2 separate regions of the Danio rerio genome follow, and region 2 is linked to region 1. Evidence: chromatin contacts called from public Hi-C data. All regions are on one chromosome and are shown on one strand. Each heading gives the region's core, a stretch centred on a gene start, on an enhancer-like site or on the middle of the called end of the contact. The rest is flanking DNA. Distances are from core to core; before and after follow the strand shown.

Region 1 (3,727 bases), core at 740-3,239:
TATATATATATATATATATATATATATATATATATAATCCTTTAATATACAGTTATACAGTTCCATTGTATAAGAATTTTTCTCTAGAACACTGACGAAAAATTAAAACTAAAAGAAGTGATTTTAACTAATTGTTTTGATACTTTCTTTAATAGAAATCCAGATGTATTGATTATTTTAAGGCAAAGTATACTCAGGAAGTATGTTTTATGCTTCACATTCAACATAAATGTGCTCAATATGTAAGATTTATCAACATTTACATTATGCTCATGTCAAAAAACCAGATAAGGGATTTAGAAACAAATCGACTGTATTGAATTGAAAAGTTGCCGAATTGGACATTATTATGCAACAGTTTCTGGTCAAAAAAAAACTAAAAAAAACTAAAAAAAAAAAAAAAGTGATTTTAATAAATAATTTGGATAATTTTATTAAAATTAATTATGTTTTTTCGATTTATTTAAGGCAAAACATACTCAGGAAGTAGGTTTTATGCTTCACATTCGCAATAAAAGTGCTCAAAATGTAAGGTTTATCAATATTTACATTATGCTCATGTCAAAGAAACATGAGTGATTTAGAAATAAATCGGCTGTATAAAATCATTATAATGCAACAGAATCTGGTCAAATAAAAACTAAAAGAAGTGATTTTAACAAATGATTTGGATAATTTTATTAATAGAAATCCATTATTTTTTTTTTTTTATTTAAGGCAAAGTATAGTCACAAAGTATATCCAATGCTTCACATTCGCCATGAATTTGCTAAATAAGCTTTACATTACATATGCTCATGTAAAAAACAACGATGAGTGATTTAGAAACGAATCGGCTGTCTCGAATCGAATCGATTAGTTCCTGAAACGGACATTATTGTGCAACAGTTTCTGGGTTACTAGGTCTAAGGTGCGCTTAATTCACTGCCTAGTCTAATGTCTACAAACTATACAAGGCTACATTCAAACTAACAAAGACACTAAATTCACTACAAGCCCTGTTACAACGCTGCCCAAACAAACCAGCGACTGTAAAACAAGAACAATGCATTCATGCAACAACAACCAATGCTCGCTGTCACCCATCACCAACCCTACGGCGAGTTAAATAAGCGATAATAGGCTTTACGTTACACCGCATTTGGATTGCACAGCAGACATGTGCAGAATAACTTTGTTGAAATGTTTCAGCTTTCAAATTAAACAGTGTTAAATAATACAATATAGACTCAATGGGGGAGGTGACCGCGATTCTGTCATACAGGCTGAAGAAATCCAACCATTCATTTCTGCTGTCACACACACACACACACACACACACGCTTGAAGAGAGAAGCACGGAAGCGCATTTGATTTCCACCATACCCTGCTGTCATAATCACGTTGTAAATGACCAGATATGCTGTGGCCAGTGTTCCGGGGCCCTTTTTCTTCTTGTGACCGGACTCACTGTGCGCTGTTTTGCTGGTCCCCATGGCAGGTGCCGACATGACTGAACTATCATTAGAAAGACTGGATCATCCAATGGTCCCGGTGGATAAAGGCGTGTGGCCTTGCTGACATGTAAAAAAGCTGCTTATGAATCCAGCGCCCTCTGGTGAGGACAGAGTGTAAACAATGCTTTGTTTTTTCAGTTACAGACTAGCGTCGTCTTTTTCGCAAGCATTTACATCAAATACAACTAAAATAATATGATTACAGTAATGTATGTGAATATATTGAGATTATTTAAAGTGAATTATGATGTTCTAGAAACATCTAAACTAGCCGCTAGATGGCAGTGCGAGTCTTGAAGTCAGAGCGCACTTCTGACTCAACCTATGCGCCTGTCTGAAATATAAACATATATATTTTTAAATATGCACAAGTATAATAATTTACTGGTTAAATTTTGAGTATTAATATAATTTGTGAACATGCTGCTTTAAATGTAGAATATGTTGACAGTTTCCTGGATGTATTTTCTGGCAGGCATTGCGCTCGTCTACTAAGTTTACGGAAGAGCAACTGGTGGAAGTGAACGCAATTTAATGGATGAGAGAAGGATAAATCGTCGATCTACGTAGATAATACGCTTCAGTTTTTTTCTTTGACACATAGGAAAAGGTTACAAAATGCCGTTGTTTGGTCAAAACCCGTTCGATCAGGATGTGGGTGAGTTTGGCAGTGTTGTTTTTGTCGAAGTGATGTGGTCTTGACAAGTCAGTAACTAAGGGCCGATCCAGCAGCGCTCCGTTCACTGCAAGATCCTCAAGAGCTCTGTTATTGTTTTGTTTATCGGTCATTCATAACTTATTTATCAAAATCTAACTATTAAAGCTGTCAAATGTAAAATAGATAACTGACAGTGTCTTTGGGATGTTGTTTTGAATTTCAAGAACTTTTTAGATGAACACTAAATGCTGAAATTATTCTTTTTTCCATCAAAATTTCTTTTATTTTGAATTATGTCAACACAATAAACATGACGTAGATGACAGCATAGCAGTGTGCATAAGAAAATACATTTAATAATCAAAATATAGGAATACAGGTTTTTGAATAATATTAATATTTGTAATAAGGGCAACAACAATAATAGTGACAATAAGAATAAAAAACTGAAGAATAAACGACAAAGACATACTAAAACAAATGATAATTATAAATATATACACACACACACACACACATATATATATGTACCGGTCAAGTGTTTGAGGTCAGTTTTTATTAAATTCTTCATTTTTTTAGTTAATATTGTATGTAGTTTCAAATGAAATTATTACTCCGTTCATTAATGCTTTTATTACTTTTTTCATTAATTATAAAAAAATAATAATCATAATAATTAATATTAGAGAGATTTCTCATGTGACTCTGAAGTAATGAAGCTGAAAAAGCATCTTTAAAATCACTGGAATTAATGAATAAATTAAATTATAAAGTACTTTTGAACAGTTATTTTATAGTGCAATACCATTTTACAATTGTACAGTTTGTCCTGTAATAAAGGCAAAAAATAAAGGCAGCCTTAGTGAGCAGGAGAAGCTTATTTTAATACACACACACACACACACACACACACACACACGTATATATATATATATATATATATATATATATATATATATATATATATATATATATATATATATATATATTATATTATAATTATTATTACTATTAGGCCAGCTCAAAGTAAATAATTAAAAGAATAGTAATAAACAAATAGATTAAGATATTCGAAAACATACTGATAGAAGTCTACGGCAATGAAGTAAAGTTAGTAAAAGCCCAAACAGGGAACCTTAAACAACTACACCAAAACCATAAGTTTTTTTGTTTTTGGATGTCTCCTTGATTCAAATTATATTGAAATTGTTTTTAAATTTATTTTATTGCTTGATTACTGACAAAAATATTTTTTAAATATATATTTTTGTGGCAGGGTCTTCAGTACGAAATATGAAAATTCTTTAATGCTCCAATAAGTCATATAAAAAAGTAATAATAATTTAATAATAATAATTTATTAATATTTAATAATTTAATAATAATAATAGTTGTAATAATACTTTCTTTATATGCTTTGATTTTATTATTCTGGATGTTTACGATAATATTATTTATTATTATTTAGTGTAAAATAATAAATTAATCTAGTTAAAAATAATATAATAAAACATAATTGTGTATTTTTAATAATAATTCATGCTGATTTTAAGATCAAAACGTTCATTTTTAA
Region 2 (3,727 bases), core at 392-2,891, 170 kb after region 1:
GTAGGACTTTTTGCTGCGTTTTGCAACAGGATATTTCATACACACAATGCTGTTTGACACTATTCTCTGCACCTACGCAGTCAGTGAAGGACCACAGACACATGCACTGCGAAATGTGGAGTTTTTTTCTCCATACGGCATGCTGTATCCAATTCCATTAAAACAACACTCTTCCAGCAGTTTATACTCTCATCCAATAACTCGTTTGTCACGGGGGTATGCATGAAGTGTTCCTGAATGAAAGTAAAAGTGCCAAACTGGAGTTATGAAATTAAAATTTTTAATTAAAAATGAAACACCTGAAAATACATAAACTTAGGAGGAAAATGTGAATAGCGTAATGAACCAAATACATTTTGTGCTATAACATGTAAAACTGGATCATGAACGAAGTATCCAAAAAGCAACTCATGTAAACACCTTAATCATATTATTGTTTTATTCAATAATACAAAGAAAACTAATCAAGTTAGATTAGAAATTAAATTGTACAATAAAATATGTGTGCTGGTATGTATTGAACACATAAAAATAGAGATGTAAAAAAGGGCATGGAAATCCCAGACAGCAACTGAAATCTCTCAGTAGTTAGAAGTTAGTTAAAATCTCTCAGAAGGGCCCTGCCCTTCATCAGTGTAAATAAATGTCAGGTGCTTCAGTCCAACATCTACATAACCCGGATGATGAAGATGAAACCAGGGTGGACATTTCAACAAGACAATGATCCTGAACACAGCAAAGGAAACTCTCAACTGCCATTACACACAACTGATTTTTTAGATTTGTAAGCTTATCATTGAGTCTAGTTATTTACTTATGTAAATGTGTGCTAATATATATTTATTCAAATGGATTTACATTTTAAAACCTAAAAGTTTATAAGTTTGTTTTTTTTATCTCCGGTTTTAAATTTTTAGTTGTGATACTCCTAAAATCATTCCGCATGAATCTGCTGATTTTTTTTTACACTTTTTTTTTTTGAGATACTGTGTGGCCCTGCTTATACTACCTTATAAACAACATTTTTGTTAATATAAAACTTGCCTATATTAAGGCAAATAATTTGATCACTGATGTCCACTTAAACATAGTCACAGACACCTCATAAGCTTCTGTGCTCTTCTGTTTTTTCTTTAGAAACATATGTTGCTATCTGTTCATTTACTTCTACCAGGCGTTGATAAATCTAGACAGATGTTCCCCACCATTAGTAAGCGTTTTAAAACAGAATGAAAACATTTATGAACCAGTCTGCAATGCTTCTTTTCACTTAAGGGGCTAAAGTGGCTATTCATACAGGTCATTAGGTCTTAATTTCCCTGCGGACCTTGAATCTGCTTTTTAACTTGAGACTAATTTGCTCTTAGCCTCTACATTTATATGCTCATAGCACACTGCCTTTCAGCTTAAACCTTCTTACAGATAGCATTCCGAACTGTGTGCCACTCACAGATGTTTTGCTTTGTGAATTTTAGCACAAACTGATTGAAGTTGAGGTCACAGCTAGGAGGAAAGCACGTCGGCATTTGCTTGTGGTCTGAATTTGGTTGTAACATCTGTTAGGTGTCCCTCCCCCTTAAAATCTGTGCATGTCTCCAGGGTGCATGCAGGCATCTGTTTCTCTGATCTTCTCAGTGGTTATAGTTTTAAGACTTTGAGGGCAGGCTCAATTGGAACATGCCTGGGGAAAACAGTTTGCTCTGACAGTATGTAGGATTGACACCTAGTGGTTGAACTAGGTATTGCAGTCTAAATTCAAAACATTACCAGGAGAGTGCCTGATGATGCAAGTTACTCAGCTAATGTTTACATTTTTGTAATTCATTCATTTTCTTTTCAGCTAAGTCCATTTACTTATCAGGGGTCGCCACAATGAAATGAACCGTCCATTTTCGTAATATTTGTATTATTTGCTGTTTAAAAACTACATCAGGTGGATTTTATATCTCTGAATGTGTCTCATTTTGGAGGCTGCTACTGTTCTCTGGAATATATTTTGAGGCAGCCTTCCTGACTAAATTGAAATGCAATGTGTTTTCCGTCAAGGCAACTTGGGGTGCTGAAATATATTTGGGTTAACTGACAGTGGGCGTTACACAGATGAAAACAATGACAGATGCAGCGTCCCAATTCGCATACTTCTACTACGTACTTTTTTGTGAAGAAAAAGTACAAACTTTTGAGTGTGTAATGATAAGGTATGCAAGATTTGGGACATACAATTTCCGCATAAATGGGTCATTTTGTTGCTTAGTTACGTCCCCTGTCAATCATCTCGACACATCATCCACATATCTTTCAAATTTAATTACTTACTTTATCGGAGATGCAGCAGCAGGTTAATCTGTCATTCACGAGTCTTTCATTCAGATATCTCCTTGGGTTTTTGGATAATTATGCATTCAGATGTCCAAACATGTCTTTATGTAAGTTTACATTGTTTTTACAACTTTTACAACTGTAATTTAAATATTTTCCAGTTGGCTAGATATTAATTAATAATTTGAGTTCAGATCAGTTTCCTTCATTTTTGTCATTCAAAACAATAGATTGTAATGCACAACGAAATTAGTTTGCATCAGACCCAACAAGAACATAAAAAAACATCTAACACTATTAAAAGCTAACATTATAAATAAGCTTTAATAAATTATAAATATATAATAAATAGTTAAACAAAAAATTACCCAATTAAAAAAAAAATCACAAAGGGGAATAAATTAATACTTAAATAACTATTGCACAGTTTGCTATAGTAGTTGTAATATTAACAATTTGTGCTAGTTTAACTATTTATTGATTTATTTTTACATACTAGCTATCCATAGTATTTAAGATACGGTATTACTCAAAAGTCACGAAACCGCACTGATTTGCTCCTTAGGCTTCATAAATGCCAGCCTGGCGGCATGAGCGTTAGCAGGCTATGGCCAGGGTGGGTTACATGCCTTAAAATGTTATTTGCCCTAGACAGACAATGTTGTTGATACAGTTCCTTGATAGATGTCATTTTGACTCCAACTGACCTTTCAGCTGACTTTATTATCTTCTTAATAGTGTTCTTGTAGTTCACTGCTATTCTCATACCAAAGTTAAATGCCATTAGTGAGAACATTCTCAAAAGCTCCTTTGCAAAATGTTGTGTGGATTGATGGGCTGAGGTGTGCTCTTTTTAACCTTCTCAGAAAATGCAGTCGCTAGTGTGCTTTCTTTGCAAGACAAGTAGTATAGAGACACCAAGTCAAGTAATCAGTAATGTGGACCTCCAGGAATTTTAGCTGCTATGCAGTCTCCACTACGATGCTGTTGATATAAAGGGGAATAAGTGGGGTGTTTTTTCCTGAACTCGATCACCAACTCCTTAGTTTTTTTTAAACATTCAGAACTAAGTTGTTGTCGCTTCATTTTCTCCCTGTAGTTTCTCTCATCATTGTCCTGGACCCACTAATGTGGGTCATTCAGTCAACTTTACCAAAGCCTCGTTGGTTTCCATTAGCCTAGTTATTAGTGCATCAACATATGGCACTGAGGTGCTCACGGTGGCCCGATTTCGATTCCTAACTTAAGATCCTTTTCCGATCTTTCTTCTCTCTCTTTGCTCCCAATTCTTTTCTGTCTCCGCTCTACTATCCTATAAAATAAAGGTTAAAAACCCCTCAAAACATATATTTAAAAAAAAAATCTTTACCAATGCCTCTTGACTTGATGTTTGGTCTCACATGTCCAC

The links. A called contact is a pair of places that touch in the nucleus more often than the background predicts.
Region 2: a contact with region 1 is called in a Hi-C map of an unstated tissue, with 2.0 times the contacts expected there. The contact joins the enhancer-like site here to the promoter of stam2 in region 1. A contact is called at or near these places in 2 of 18 Hi-C or Micro-C datasets (caudal fin and an unstated tissue).

Annotation. Positions count from the first base shown.
Region 1 is chr9:39,754,113-39,757,839 of GRCz12tu, forward strand. It overlaps stam2 (signal transducing adaptor molecule (SH3 domain and ITAM motif) 2), which reads left to right and starts at 1,990. Exons shown (of 14, transcript NM_001007369.2): 1 at 1,990-2,154. The coding sequence starts at 2,115. It overlaps hacd2 (3-hydroxyacyl-CoA dehydratase 2), which reads right to left and starts at 1,571. Exons shown (of 7, transcript NM_199861.2): 1 at 1,366-1,571. The coding sequence starts at 1,490.
Region 2 is chr9:39,922,645-39,926,371 of GRCz12tu, forward strand. All of the region lies in intron 6 of clasp1a (cytoplasmic linker associated protein 1a), which reads left to right. Among named protein-coding and RNA genes, the nearest start is that of clasp1a, 44 kb to the left of the region's middle. Within about 2 kb of position 1,642, at least 12 of the 62 cell types and tissues checked have an H3K27ac peak or open chromatin away from gene starts, as enhancers often do.